Linked DNA regions of Mus musculus: region 1 is linked to region 2. Evidence: chromatin contacts called from public HiChIP or PLAC-seq data. All regions are on one chromosome and are shown on one strand. Each heading gives the region's core, a stretch centred on a gene start, on an enhancer-like site or on the middle of the called end of the contact. The rest is flanking DNA. Distances are from core to core; before and after follow the strand shown.

What was found. HiChIP or PLAC-seq counts read pairs in DNA pulled down with a chosen protein or histone mark.
Region 1: a contact with region 2 is called in an H3K4me3 HiChIP or PLAC-seq map of embryonic stem cells, with 11 read pairs. The contact joins the promoter of Chaserr here to the promoter of 4930429H19Rik in region 2.

The regions. Positions count from the first base shown.
Region 1 is chr7:73,556,626-73,561,105 of GRCm38.p6, reverse strand. Chaserr (CHD2 adjacent suppressive regulatory RNA) reads left to right here and starts at 2,711. Exons shown (of 5, transcript NR_037569.1): 1 at 2,711-3,067. RefSeq lists a cis regulatory region at 2,140-3,229.
Region 2 is chr7:73,307,227-73,311,730 of GRCm38.p6, reverse strand. 4930429H19Rik (RIKEN cDNA 4930429H19 gene) reads right to left here and starts at 1,351. Exons shown (of 3, transcript NR_105062.1): 1 at 1-1,351.

The DNA.
Region 1 (4,480 bases), core at 1,462-3,961, 250 kb before region 2:
GCGTCACTATCGGTTGGTTGTACATGTTGTGTGTGTTCTGGATCGGGTGGCTTCCTTTTTAAAAATGGCTCTTGTGTCAAGACTGGTCTTGAATTTGAATGTGATTGGTAATGAATGCCTTTGGATGTCTCCCGTTTCCACCTCTGGATCGCTGGGATTATTATGGGTCTGCACACTGTTTCCTGAGCTGCTGGGGCTTGAAGTGAGTGAGAACCCAGGCCACGTGAGATAAGAATTCTGCCACCTGAGTGAGGTGTCTTCTCCCATGTCTTTGTTTTTTTTTTTTTTTTGTTTGTTTTTCCTTTTTTGAAATAGCTGTCTTGTAGCCCAGGATGGTTTCAAACACACACACTGCAATCTTTTTGCCTTCCTCAGTCTCCCAAGGGCTAGGACTAAGAGTATAAATGATGATGCCTGGAGAAAATTTAATTTGTATTAAAGCATTACGTCTCAAAGTATATTGCCAGGAAGTATGTCTAGTACAAGACGTGCACAGAAGTCACCTGAGCTCTGTACAAAGTTTTATCTTATACCTAAGTAGCTTATGCATCATTAACTTTAGTCACCTACTGGGTTTTTGAGATAGGGCCTTGCTATGTGGCCCAGGGTGAACATGATCATACTCATGGGCTCACACCTCAGCCTCTCAAGAACATCTGCTGAGAAGTTTTCTTTTCTTATTTTTCTTACATATCTACCATCTATCTACCTACCTATCAGTAATCTACATATTTCCTAGCTATTGTCTTCCTTCTAAAAATTTATAAAAGATCTTTCTTTTTATGTGTAGGAGTGCTTTTCCTGCATGTAGGCATATTCCCTTGTGTGTGGCTTTGGCGGTCAGATGAGGGCATGGGATCCCCTGGAACTGGAAATTAACGACAGTTCTGAGCTATGATGTGGGTGCTAGGAATTGACCCGAGGTCCTCTGGAAGAGCAGTCAGTTCTCTTCACTGCTGAGTCATCTCTTCACCTTTAGTATATGATTTTTATTCTCCAAATTCTATTTCTATTAATTTTAAACTTATCTGTACATGTGTCTATGTGGGTGTGTGTGCACGGGAGCGCAGGTGCTCTAGGAGGAAGGCATCGCAGAGGTACCCCTGGATTTGGACTTACTGCTAGTTTCCAGTCACCTTATGTGGGTGCTGGAAACTGAGCTCAGGTCTCCCGGAAGAGAAGCAGTACATGAGATCTTAATCACTGAACCGTCTCTCCAGCCTCAGTGTAATTTTTTTTTTTTAAGCAAGGGTTTGAAGGGTCAACCTGAGGTTCACCTGTAAAAGGTGCTATGCTGACAAGCCTGATGTAGGAGAGAAGCGACTCCTATACTGTGTCCTTTCACCTCCTGTGTACATTAAGTGCTGTGACACTTAATGTGGACAGACAGACAGACACATACACACGCTCAAATTAACGTTAAAAAACATCAGGACAGCCAACACTATGTTAAAGAGACCTGATTCCACACCCCTCCAAAAGGGAACTAGAACGACTTTTGTGGTCCATGATCAAGTAATGTGATTTTTAACCCAGGAGCAAACTAAGTTTCAAGAGAATTTTAGAACTGTTCCTCTCATCTCAACAAGCAAGCCCCTTCTTAAAAGTGTTTTTCCCTCATGGAAACTAATAGCATATTTTCTTTTCCCCTAGCCCCTTGCCAAAAGAAACATTTCCACATTCCGCTTCTGTGCGAGAACAACTTCCTTAGATACTTGAGGACAGACGGTTCAGAGATTCATTTGTATTCTGCCTAAACTTGTTTCCAGGCAGAAGTGGGAAGAAGAAATGTAAAAGAGTGGAGTTTTTGAGAGGAAATGAAGCTTGTACTGTGTAATTCTCTGGGGGAAAGCTGGATAGACATGTTTAAACTACCACTTCAACAACGCTGCCCTAAAATGTGGGATCCAGCTAATCAGAATTAAGAGGCTGGTTTGTTAGGCCCTCAGGACTACTGGGCATGCTACTAGATTACCTCAAATAAGTGGTATATCAAGTCAGATATTAGGTTAGCGAATGTGCTGGTCATAACCTGCCTGTGGTCTGGTTCCTTAGGGGCAAAAAATCCTGAGGCTATGGCGCTTGCCCAAGAAGGAAGGTTCTGCAGTTTTTGCTTATCTTGTCAATCATGTCGTTTTCGCTCTATCACTTCCTCTTCCTTTGTGGACGAAAAAAATCTCAAGTCAGAAACAGGAAAGGTTAGCTTTTAATGGCTCGTCCGTACACAAACTACCTTCGAGGGTCCGCACTGCGGAGCAGAAAGTTACGTCTCTCCCCGCAAACCCAGAGTTTCACTATCTGCCAATCGCAGGTCAGGACTTCTCTCCTGAAACGCCCACGGGCTATGATTGGCATTAAATAAGCCCTATTGGTGCTGAGAACATGGAAGCGGTGGGTTCAGAACTGACCAATAGTATGCAGTTGGGGCGGGAGGAAGGTACGAACGAAGTGCGTGATGCCGCTCCGGGAAGCGAGGGCAGGAAGCTAGCCCAGCCAATGGCCGCCGCGGGCGGGTGTCGGCGCGCGTGCGCACTGGGGGTCCCGGAGCTGCAGGCGGGAGGTTGGGGGAGGGGAGCGAGCTGGAGCGCCGCGGAGCTCTAGCCGCCGCCGCAGCTCCCGCCGCAGCGAAGAGGCCATGTTGTGTGGTGTGTGGGGCGGGGGGAGGAGGAGGAGGGAGGAAAGCCGAGCGAGGAGACGGGAGAGACACCACACACGGCACAAGATGGCCGGAGAGGCAGCAGCAAGCCCAGCTGTCAGGCGGTCTGCCGCGGCCCGTGGGCTCGCCGCTGCGCTGGGAGCGCTACCCCGGCGTCCTGGAGGGCTCTGGGAGAGCGGGGAGGCCGCGGCTGGGGCGAGGCGGCCGCGCGCGATGTGGGAGCTCGCGGCCGGAGCGCCCGGGGAGGCCGGGCCCACGACGCCCGTGGCTCCGCTGCGGCAGCGGCGGTGCTGGTGTCGCGCGCGGCCGGGAGGCGGCTTCGCGCCGCGGGCGGGAGGCTGCGGCGGGCGACCCGTCCTGGACACGCGAGGAAGAGCGAGCCGATGGCGGCAGGGGCCGCGCTTCGACCCGGTGAGTAGCTCCCCTGCTCCCTTTATTGTCCTTTGTCCTTGGGAGGAAAAGCACGACGTCCTTGAGCGCGGGCGGGAGGGGCGGCGGGTGGCTGCCGGCTGGCTCTGCACACGCAGCCCCGGGCACTGCCGCGGAGGGCCGATGCCACGGGAGCACGGGGTCGGGCCACCGCGTTCCCGCTGCATACCCAGCCGGGCGCCGCGCTGCGGTCCGAGCCAGCGGGGAGAGGGCGGCGGCCGCGCCGTGGAACCCCTGCTTGCTCTGGTGAGTTACTTCGATACTTAGCGAGAAATAACAACAATCCTCCGTTGATGGGCTTTTAAAAATCTTTTCCAGTGAGGTGGGAACCCATCTTTGGGGTCGGATCTAAAAGAACAATGGAACCTCTCACTTCGCTTAAACCAAAATAAAACTTGTCTTTTTCCCCCCTTCTCCCTGTTGGGTGTTGGCTTTTAACTCTTTCTAAGCTGCTTTTGAGAACGGCTGTTAGTGTTCTAGATGCAAAGGTACCTTTCAGCTTGTTAAACGTCCGTGACGTTTGTTGTCTTTTAGAAAAGGCAAGTTACAGGAGTGCATCTAGTATTTCAAAAATGACGACGGCAACAAGGCAGTTTAAAGGAAGTAGATTTGATAATTATGGTGCAAGATGATGGCGTTTGATGAATACAGCTTATTTTTACCGAGAACTTTCGTTAAGACCATTTGACATCCTGATACTTGAACATAACCGTACTGTTTGATACTTTTTTAAATGAGTAGGTAAAGCCGTTATCAGCAACTTCTCACTTGAATGTTAAATCTAACTTGAGGCGGTTCCGACCCTTTACAAGTTAAAATTCATCTTGTTTAAAAGAGAGTGTATACTATTAGAAACCTTGGCCGTAAAAGTTAAGAAATATTCTAAAAGCAGAGCTCTTTAAGTTACTTAGTGTAAATCCTGAAGTAAGACTGCCATTGATGGGCGATGAAGAGGGGCCATATTTGTTGCATTTGTTGCACGTATAAAAGTCGAGGTGTGCTTAGAAACGGAACAGTATGGAAACAACAGTTTTAAAAAATTTGTTTCTGCATACTCATTTAAAAATTATTTGAGGTAATTTAGGATCAGTCGTTGGAAGACTAGGAGTGTTCAGACCTTTGTGTATTTTTGAATATATTTGTCTTCATTCTGCGGAGCTCTTGTGCTGTAAAGGTGAATAACTGCGTAAAGACAGTGTTGGGGAGACTTACGTAGCTCATCTAAAATCAAAGGTGCGGGTTGATTGGACCTTATTTCATCGGGTATTTACAGTAGAAAACAATTGGAATACCTTTTATGGGGTAGACATAGTCTATCAGTTGCCCATACCTTGATTTCTCAGAATTTCTCAGTACTAATTTTGTTTTTTCAAAAGAATGCTGTGGAATATTTTA
Region 2 (4,504 bases), core at 102-2,601:
CCCACTGTCCGATACTTCCCCAAACCTCCACAGAACACAGTTTCTGCAAAATTGCTTCACGGTTCGGTTCTTCAGAACCTTTTGTGTAAGAGTGAAAGGAGCTCTCAGTTAACATTCTCAAAATGGGTTACTCAAAAGTGTTACATGCATGTGTGAAATTCGTCACAATAAAAACCATTATTTTATACAATTAGTATGTACTGGAAAAAAAAAGAGAGAGATCTCACTACAGATAAATTGTCACTCAGCCCTTGACTCAAAATTCTTGGAACTCCAGTTTGTTGAGTAGGAGATGCACCTTGGTTCCCAGTTTGTTTTTCAAACCTCGTTGAAATGTTATGTAGCTGGGACAGGGAGAGGAAGGCTTTGGTGAGAGAGATCTGTATTTTAGTGTTCTCTCTTGCTTTTTTCATCAGAGAGTCAGCAAGACGTCAGGTTTTCAGAGTGAACCGGAGAAGGGGAGAACGTGGAAAGGCCCTGTGGGAGGCGAGAAGTGGAAAGATCGGGAGGAGGAGACACAGCACTTCCCCAGCCCTGAAGGTGGCCTGGGCTCCATTTGCTGAGGACTGAGGAGTTAAAAATCACACCTAGGTTCTATTTGACTTGGGCTGAAGGGTTTGCAGCATGTAATGGTGACTCTGAAAGTCCTCTAGGGAGAAATGTCTCTGAAAGGTAGAGACACATTGTCACTGACTGGTCTGGTCCTGCTAAAGGGCAACCAAACTGGGGAAAGCATCTGAAAGAGCAAGCTTACATAGCCCCTCCCACTTCCAAGAGCACTATGGCAACCATGGCTTCCACAGTCGCTCCCACCAACAGTCGCTCTGTTTTCACCACCAAAGCCTTCGCCCACACCACCTCTAACACTACCATTACTTCTGCCATAGTTACCATCTCCACCGTCACCACTGTTACCACCTCCGGCTAACACCACCACCGCCACCTTAGCTATTGTCATTATTGCCTCTGCTACCACCACCACGGACTACCACGAACACCAGCACGGATCACAGGGTTACCCTGCAGCCGCCACCATGGCCTCCATCACCGCTGTCGTCATCACTACTCCTGCTGTCTCCACCTCTACCAGCATCACCATCATCTCTGTACCATCTACGCGGCCACTACTGTTATCGCCACCATCACATCTTGACGGAATCATCACCACCGTCGCCATCTTTCCTCCACTAGCAGCATTATCACTATTACCGTTATCGCTACCACTCCCGTTTTCTCATTAGCATTTCCTAGGCACTGTTGTACAAAGCAGGGAACAGTCTCAGGCTAAATGATTTGTTCAATCCCATACAGCAACAAGTTAGAAAGTCAAAATGTCATCCCGGGTCTGTATGAGGGAAGTGGTTCAGAATGTTGCATTGTCGGGCGTGGGATACGCGCTGCGTCTTGGTTTACTCGTAGGCAGGCACCTCTCTGTTTGGGCATGAGAGGCTCCTTGTGGGCCGTGACCAGGACCGACAATCTGTTTCCCTTTCTTTTTCGGTCTTTCTTTCACACAATCTGGATCATATGTCTTTTCTGGTCAGAACAAATAAAAATGTTTTATGTCTCCCCTCCTTTTTTTCTGGGTTTTGGATGTAAGTGTTTGCACACAGTTCTGGAAGCAGATGGAGCCTGACAGAAACCCATGTGAGAATTCAAACTCAGAAGCTCTGTGACAGGGCACTCACATTCATAGGCATCTCTGGGAATTCCAAAGACGGAGAGACATCTAGGTAAAGGGAGAAAAGGGGACAGAGATACAGACACATACTGAACGCGAACCTTTGTGTTTTGGAGATATGCTAGGACGCCCTGGCTTTTCAGTGACTGCTTATTTTCCAATCGATGGAAAGTCAAAGCCATTGGATGCTGCCTTCTCCCTGATGTTATCAGGACACACTTGCTCACACTTCCTACCAGCCTGGCTTCTCTTCAGATGAGGAGGACATAACTCTTCCTTGCAGAGTCCATAGCTCCACGCCAGAGTCAGGTATGGCTACAGGAAATAATAACACACTGTCTGATGCCCTAGGTAAACTGTGGCTACATCTTGGCTTGGCATGCCTCCAGACTGTTGTTTCAAAAGGCAATTCCCCTGCACCAAACAAGCTCAAAGCTCTCTGCTGGAATTACCGATGGTTAAATTGAGTTGTAGCTAGATTAGGGTTCCCACCCATAACAAATCACCTGGGAAGCAAGTTTGCAGTAGTGTGTTTGGCCTACGAGGAACTGCTGGGCCTGGCTGCATTGTATTCTGGATGTGTATGACCTGGAATCTGTGAGAACTAGGCATGATGACTTTCATATCAATCCGTATTCCAGGAGGACTGCTGGAAGCATTTATGGTTTTCCATAAGAGTTGCCTCTTACCTCCTGTTTGCTTCTTTGCCCTGTCTAGCTCTTGGGCAACTTGGTGCCATCGGAAAGGTTGGTAGAACTGAGTGAATGAGGGCCCGGGCCTGCTTTTATCACCATCTCCATCTCTGTGTCTTTCCCCGGAGCCTTGGTGGAAAGTGGGGACACTGGGAGCCCTCGTGCTTAGCTTTCAGGGGTGGTTGACAGAAGGAGGGACTAATAGTCACAGAAGTCCCTCTCATGGAATAACATGCTATTCATAGCCCAAGACTCTGCTGCTGTGGTCATGATTGATGGTTGCTTTTAAGAGGCTGGTGTGAGGGAGGATGGGGGTCGGGGTGAAAGGAAGCAACTGTTTGAGGTGTGGAACGCAGATGTGACCCCCACCTCGCTCATCTGTCAGACACAAAATGTCCCCCTCCTACTGACCTAGCCGGGAGTTAACTCTGTTTTCCTCAAGAGTAAGACCAGATGAGGTGCTGCTGACTGTGTGTCAAATCTCTCACACAGCAGGTTTCCAAAGTCGAGAATCTAATTTTTATTTTTCCCTTAAAAATGTCTATATCGTCATTTCTCCTTAAAAATAAAAATGAATCTGGAAGCACAGTGATTCGCTGCCCTTTCCTGGTCAGCTGTCTTAGGTCTAGGGTGGTTCTGGGAGTGGGAGGGGTGAGCACAAGAGACCAGCGTTGCTTGTGATCTTCCTTGTGGTGAGAGAGGACTTGCTGCCTCACATCCTGTGTCATAGAATTGGAAGACCCTGGTATCATGGGTGGCTCACCAGGTCTAGTCCTCGTCCCAGGTGCCACTGGTTTACCCCCACACGAGGGAGGGACCGTTGCTCTGCCCTCTCTACCCTCATGTGGCATATCCTACTACCTAATCCCCATCCCCCATCCCAGAGGAGAATAGCCATGACCATTGAGTGTGGGATTTGAACCCGGGTCTTTAGAGTTCAGAATCACCGCATTGTGTTGCTGTCCTAGGCTTGGTGAAGCAGGAGCCCTTAGGCAGCAGAGACAGTTAACATGGCAGGGCAGGGAGGGAAAGCGCCTTTCCCTCTGACCTCTCTCCTAAGCCCAGCAGAGCAGGCACACCACAGGCATCTGACTTTGATTGGAGCCGGCAAGGCCAGCGGAGACAGGAAACATACCTGTGGTCCAGAGCCTCCCTTCATCCCTGAGAAATGCCATTTACAGATGGAGAAGAGGACAAAATATGAGAAGACAGGAAGCTTCAAATTCAACAGATGCACAGTAGCATCCTGGGAGGTAGGGTCACAGCCCACTGAGAGCAAACAGCCCGAGCCGCAGGTTGGAGCGTAAACACAGAGGCACTGAAGTCTGGTTTTCTTAGAGGGACCACAGGGGCTGGGCTGGGGGAGAGAGAGGTTTGCTTGGTGTGCAGTGGCCCATGCGGGAGCCCTCCCTGTCTGGGAGAACAGGCTTCTGAGCTGAAAAGAAAACAAGAGTATGTCTTTCAGAACTGGCCTGGGGGCATCATTGCCTTCTGGCTTGGCCTCCCACTGGGGCAAACCAAAGCCCTAGGGACAGGGACAGCGGTGACTTGCCACAGCTTCAAGGAAGAACATGCTGTCTTCCAGTGGCCCACGGAAGATTCAAGGAATCCTGTGGATAAATTCAGGGGGTTGGAGACCTAAGCAAGCCACCTCTTTTTTCTTTGCTTTCTGTAGTTAAAATTAATGTTATTGAGATGTGCGGAGGCTGTGATAGAGGCTTCCTGGGGCTCTGTCCAGGGTGGGAACTGGCTAAGTGACTCCCGGGGCAGAAGAAATTAAACAGAGGGTTTTAGTGTAATCCCCCACCCAAGTGTGACTCGAGTCTTGTTGAAGAGATTAGGAGGGGTGGACACTCACAGGGCAAAGCCAGCCATTTGAATGCATAGGGGAGAAGCCTTTGAGAGATCAGCCAATATCTTGATCTTGGTCTCCTAGCCTTCAGAATTATAAGAACAATACATATCTTTTGTTCAAGCTATGTAACAAACTAAGATAATAGTACAGTCGTGACTCTGGAACCACCTAGACAGAGAGGCTGACCAGTGCCTGGGGCTGTGACTATGGGGGAGGGGGAGGGGCTCCAGAGTTTGTTGCACAAAGATAGGGAAGGTAAATAGTCAACTGGGACAG